Linked DNA regions of Sus scrofa: region 2 is linked to region 1. A link is a contact called in public HiChIP or PLAC-seq data. All regions are on one chromosome and are shown on one strand. The core of a region is the stretch at or near the end of the contact, and the rest is flanking DNA. Distances in the headings are between cores, read along the strand shown. Region 1 holds the start of RAB11A (RAB11A, member RAS oncogene family). Region 2 holds the start of DIS3L (DIS3-like exonuclease 1).

Evidence for each region. HiChIP or PLAC-seq counts read pairs in DNA pulled down with a chosen protein or histone mark.
Region 2: an H3K27ac HiChIP or PLAC-seq map of alveolar macrophages shows a contact between it and region 1. The contact joins the promoter of DIS3L here to the promoter of RAB11A in region 1. A contact is called at or near these places in 1 of 5 promoter capture datasets (liver), 2 of 47 Hi-C or Micro-C datasets (embryonic fibroblasts and fibroblasts) and 2 of 2 datasets of contacts at active chromatin or transcription factors (alveolar macrophages and skeletal muscle).

The regions. Positions count from the first base shown.
Region 1 is chr1:163,856,721-163,859,605 of Sscrofa11.1, forward strand. It overlaps RAB11A (RAB11A, member RAS oncogene family), which reads left to right and starts at 1,534. Exons shown (of 5, transcript NM_001031788.1): 1 at 1,534-1,573. The coding sequence starts at 1,534. It overlaps TRNAQ-CUG (a tRNA gene), which reads right to left and starts at 1,067; the gene lies at 996-1,067.
Region 2 is chr1:164,308,645-164,311,529 of Sscrofa11.1, forward strand. It overlaps DIS3L (DIS3-like exonuclease 1), which reads left to right and starts at 1,476. Exons shown (of 17, transcript XM_021100270.1): 1 at 1,476-2,017. The coding sequence starts at 1,879. It overlaps LOC110261940 (a long non-coding RNA gene), which reads right to left. Exons shown (of 3, transcript XR_002346351.1): 1 at 2,502-2,885.

The DNA of each region.
Region 1 (2,885 bases), core at 284-2,783:
CATCTTCTATAATAAGCTTCTATGTTCCTAGGCTCCTGGCCCCCTTTCTCCATGTTCAAAGCCACATGGGCTGGTTGAGGCCTTCTCACATGACATCACTGACCTCCTCTGTCTACCCTACTTTTAAGAACACTCGAGAGGACATTTGGCGCACCTGAAGAATCCATGCTAATCTCCCTATTTTATTTCTTTTAATATGTATTTATTAATGATTTTTATAATCTCCCTATTTTATAGTCAGTTGATTTGCAACCTTAAGTCCATCTGCGAACGCAATTCCCCTTTGCCATGTAACCTAACATATTCACAGTTCCTTGGGACTGAGAAGTGAACATCTTTGGGGCACCATTATTCAGCTTACTACAGGTACCCTTGCCCCAAAGTCTAAATTGCATATAGGTGGTAGTGGGGTTTGACAATAAAGGGGAAAAACTTTTTAGCCTAACAAACTCTCTTAAAATACAGGGAGGTACTGCTGTGTGGTCTTCGGTAATCTCTTGAGGCTCCCCATCCACATTTCCGCTAAAATGTTAATTGCCATCCTTTGCTCTGTGTGTTAAATGAAATAATTATGTAACTAGGTTTAGCTTAGGGGATGACAAATAGGGTGCAAGAAGTTCTTGATGAATTTTGAGGAGGAGGGTGGGCGAGGTTCTTTGAATGACATCTGGAGATGGTTTGAGAAATTCCTGGAGAAATGGAATTCTAGCAAAAGGAATTCTGATTCTAGCAAAAGGAATCAGGTGTCACGGAAGCTTTGGAATTCAGGTTTAAGTCCAAAGGCCCATTTTAAAAAAATGAAGCGCAGAGGCTACTTAGAAAGCACCTAGGTGACAGCACAGAACTTAAGAGGGAACTATATGAAGTTTTCCCAGGCAAAGACATGTGTCATTTCCTCTCTACTTAGTTCAAGGACAGATATACCATGGTTGTACCTCGATCACCTAGTGAATAAGTAAATGAATTATAAAAACATAGCTAGGAAAAAGTGTCCTAGGTTCCACCGAGATTTGAACTCGGATCGCTGGATTCAGAGTCCAGAGTGCTAACCATTACACCATGGAACCGACACGCTCAAGAGGCCGCCTTCGGCTCTCTAATCCTTAGATAACCCCGCCCCCATCCACAGTTCCACCAAAGGAATCAGTGTTGCAGTGCTCTCCAGCGCCCGGCTTCTCCGCCTGGCGGCCCGCGGAATAAAGGAGACCAGGAAGTGTGGTGAGCAGCAGCTGGGAGTGCGGTCAGTCGACAGGCCGGGGCTCAGTAGCTCCTCGGAACCTTCTGGAGTGGCTCAGAACTTGAGACCCACGAGGTTCACGCCTACCGCCTTCTTGGATTCAGGGGCGGAGTACTGCCTCCCCGGAAGTACTTCCCCTTAGGGGCTGGGGCCTGCCGGAAGTGGCGTAGCGGCAGGGAGGGGTTCTTCACCCGGTCCGGCAGCTGAAGCTCGGCGCTTGGGTTACCCCTGCAGCGACGCCCCCTGGTCCCACCGGTCTCTCTACTGCTCCCGCCCCTTCGCTCCTCCGCCTGGCCATGGGCACCCGCGACGACGAGTACGACTACCTCTTCAAAGGTGAGGCTGTGGGCTCTCGGACAGGCCCCCGAGTCCCGGTTCGGGGGCCTGGGACACTCCCGGGGGACCCGCCCGGCGGGCTGCCCCGGCTCTGAGATTGGCCTTCCTCAGCCCTTCCTCTCAGTGCGGTTCGTTTTGCCGTCTCGCAGCTCAGTCCCTTTTTTTCCCCCTCACTTAGGCTCCACACTGGCTCTTAGCGACCTCCCCGGAGGCCTTAGGAAGCCTCAGCGTCCCTACCGTGCCCCCTTCTCGCTGCTGACTGCCTTCTCCCACATCGCCTTCCTTATTTCCCGGGTTCCACGGCCTCTTCAAAGGGGAGCCCCTCCCACCTTCCATCTTTTCGGGTTGGGCGCCCCCTCAGCAGACATCCCGAGCCCCTCTGACAGGCCTTTCTCTTTGCTCCCACACCTTTCCTTCGGCGCACACTTCCACTACAGGTCTTTTTCTTATCAACCTCCCTTTCCCCTTGGGCAAGCCTCTCCTCTGCGTCTCCTCACGCCCCTCCCCACGGCCAGACGCCTCTCCTAGTCCGGTTCTCCCATCTCCTTGGCCAGGCCCTGGTTAAAACCCAAACGGGCCAGCGGCCCCACCCCCACCCGCCCCACAGCTCTCGAGGTCCGTAACCTTCGCGCACAGCCCCCGTGGTTGGTAACTCTTTTTCTGCCTCCTCTCCCCACATAGTTTAGTTTAGGAGCTCTCCCGTGTCTCCTGTGCGACCCTGAGGGTGGTGGTGGTGGTGGTGGGGGTTAGGGCAAGAGGGATGGTCCCATCACCCACGCGCGTACTTGTCGCAGTGACCGGCAGACCGATGTGACTTGCACCCATCCTTTTTTTCTCCTACCCTCCCTACCCAGCGGCAACCAGCCCAGGATAACTCTTAACACTGCTCCCGACAAGGGGTTGCGGATGGGTGGCGGCTGTTATCCTTGCCAGACCTGAAGGCCCAGTTCCTGAGCAGGAAAGGTTGTGCGCTGCACAAATACTAGCTTGCTTTATCGCTATGGACTGGTTGCTTCCTGCTGCAACACTGGGAGGATCCAACCTTTTGGTGTTTTTAGAACAGGAAGGGAAGAGTCCTAGTTGGTCACATACCTTTGCCAAAATATGGGAGTTGGGAGGGGGGCGCATGGCGAAGTTGTGTGCTCTTTGGTCAAATTAAATATTTTTTATAAGATAGGGAAACATGTAGTGCCCTTGGACAAAACATTGGAGGGTGGAGTGAAGAAAAATTGCTTATTGGCTAGTCCAGAAAGAATCCAAATAGTTTGTTTTTTTTTTTAATCAACAAAGATAAAAGGTACAGTTTTCAGAG
Region 2 (2,885 bases), core at 226-2,725, 450 kb after region 1:
GTCTTCTGGGATCACTAGAACTGACCTCTTGAATCAGGAACAGCTTCCTGCACAGAAGGTTGCCTTGTGAGCCCTCCTAGTGCTCTGGCCTGTGGACCAGCACTGTAATGTTCTCCTAACCTGTGCAATTCCATCTCGGATCTCACATCGTCCCACACTGCAGATAAATTGAGTAAAAATACAATGAGTAAAGGACCATGACTTTTTAATATGTTCCCCTAGAGAAGGTAATCAAACAGAATGCCCTGGTTCTGCTCACTTTAGCAATGCAGGAAGCTCCAATATATCCAGCCAGCTGGTTGAGCTGCCTTAACTAGAGCTCAACAAGTAGACCATCAACTCCTTAGATAAAAGAGCTATATTTCATTCATCTATGGATAGCATAGTAATTAGTGAAGAGCCTACTTTGGATTCAGCCAGATCCTGACTTGAATATTGATTCTACAAGTTAACAACTGGGTAATCTTGGCCACTTAACCTCTTCAATCCTGTTTCATCATCTGTAAAATGGGAATAATTATGCCCAACTCTACTGACTTGTGGCAGTTAAATGTGACGCTTCTTTGTAAAGCTTCTTGGAGCAGCTCAAAAGTGTCGAGAGCTTGGAGGTAGAGTGGACAACCAAGGGTGTGTGATCACAGAAAAGACTGTGTTAGTATCCAGCAAATTTAAAGGAGAAATCTTTTGCCAGAGGCTGCAAATGCTCTCATGTTGAGGTTGAATGGATAACGTTTACCTCAAGGGAAGGAGGGATTGATTTCCATTTTTATCTGCATTGTTTGAATTTTTATATAGATTAAAAATACATGAAATTTAAAATGAATACAGCTTTTTAAAGAGGAAAAAAATGTTTAGCTGGCAGGGTTCCTGGCTTATTTGCTCAGTCTTTTAGTTCTTCCAGGGATGGCAAGAGCAAGAACAGAAAACACAAATAATTATATTAATACAAAACACTAATAATTATCCGTATCAATAAGGCGGCCCTATTCCCATATGGACCAGAGGGTAGAATAATAGTTCTCTACAGTTGTACCAAACCTTCACAAGACTAAACTACTTCCATTTACAATGGGTTCCAACCTACCACAGTTCCACTTAAAATCTGTGTACTTTACCATGGTGTGAAAGTGACACCCACATGGAATTTTTATCTTTTCTGGGCTAGCCATATGCCACAGGACACTCCAGTGATGCTGAGCAGCCACTGAGTCCCAGCTCCCTGGACAGTCCGAGATCACGAGGGGTACAATCGATACACTTATAAACATTTCGTGTTTCACCTTCAGTACAGCATTCAATAATTACATAACATTCAACATTGTCATAAAATAGGCTTGTAGATGATTCTGCCCAACCGTAAGCCAAAGTAAGTGTTCTGAGCGGGTCTAAGGTAGGCTAAGCTTAAACCCAAGCTATGTTGGGTAGACTAAGGGTGTTAAATGAACTTTCGACTTGGGTTTATCAGGACGTAACGCCACCGTCAGTGGAGGAAGACCTGTATTAACTTTGTCTCCCTTAAGTCTTCTGCGTGGTTTCCGCCCCTCCCAGGCATTTCCACCCCAGTACGATTGTAGGGAGGGGAGAAACTGAGGCGGGGTTGAGGGAGCCTGCGGGCCCGGCTGGAGCACCCACCCCGCGGGCCTCCTGCTCTCAACCCGGGACGCGGGCCATTAGGGCGGTTTCCCTCCGGAGCCCAGAGGGCTCAGGCCGCCGCCAGTAAGGCCGGCCGGCTGGGAGCCCCGCGAAGAGGGGCCGAGGGGGCGGGCCCGAAGCCTCGGCCTCGCCTCCGCCCGCGCAGCGCTGCGCCCGCGGCTTCCCGGCCGCTCGTTCGGGGCGGCCTCCCGGAGCCCGGAGCTCTGCCCGGGGAGCGTCACCACCATGCTGCAGAAGCGAGAGAAGGTGCTGCTCCTGAAGACCTTCCAGGGCCGGACGCTGCGGATCGTGCGGGAGCATTACCTGCGGCCCAGCGTGCCCTGCAACAGCCCGCTCTGCCCTCAGCCCGCCTCCTGCCACAACGGTCAGGGCCCGGCGGGAGCGCGGGCGGTCGGGGCCGGGAGGGAGCTAGGGCGGCAGGACGGGTTCGGCAGAGCGTCGGCCTTGAGGCTCAAGGGCGCGGCCCAGAGGCGGAGCGCGGGGCCGCGGTGGCGCGGAGTCCGAGGCCCTCGGGCCTCCTCCCGCCTCCAGGCTTACCCCCGGGCCGGGCTGCGGGTCGGGCACGAGGGGCCGGAAGCTTCCGGTCTTTCCACACCGACTCCCGACTGTTCGGCCCCAGAAAATGGAAGGGCTGAGAGGCCAGCGCCCTCGCCGCGCAGAGGCCGGGGGTTGGGGCTTTCTGAGCCTGGGGGCGCTGGAGCCGGGCGGCTCTTGCTCCCCAGCTCGCGCTGGTGAAATGGGAAGGTCCCGGGCTGGGGGCCCCCAGCTGTGCGAGCCTGGTGGGGGGAGCTGACGCTGCCGCTGCTCATTGTATATTTCTTTGCTTTGCTCCCCACACATTTTCTGACCTGCCAGCACCGAGGCCTCAGAAGGTTATCCGGTGGAGAGCCCTCTTCACTGTAAGACTTGCGGCTCATCAGGGCCCGCGCACCGGAAGGTCACGAGGAAATTGGGTTGGGGTGGGCCTTCCACCACGCCTTCCTCCACATGATGTCTAGGCCGCGCAGGTGGCCAGTTTAATGGTGGAGGTTCCTGGTTCTCTTCCCTGAAGTGGGAGAGGAGCGTGGTCGTCCTTTTCAGCGAATATTTGGGATCCTTAGCTAATGGTTAAGGTGAACATTTCAATTACCACTTGGCTATCCACCTTGGACCCACGGGCTGGGTGGAAATCCCACCACTGTGCCTGCTTGCACTGAGCATCTTTTCTAGTCAATTCAATTTCTCTGGCTCTT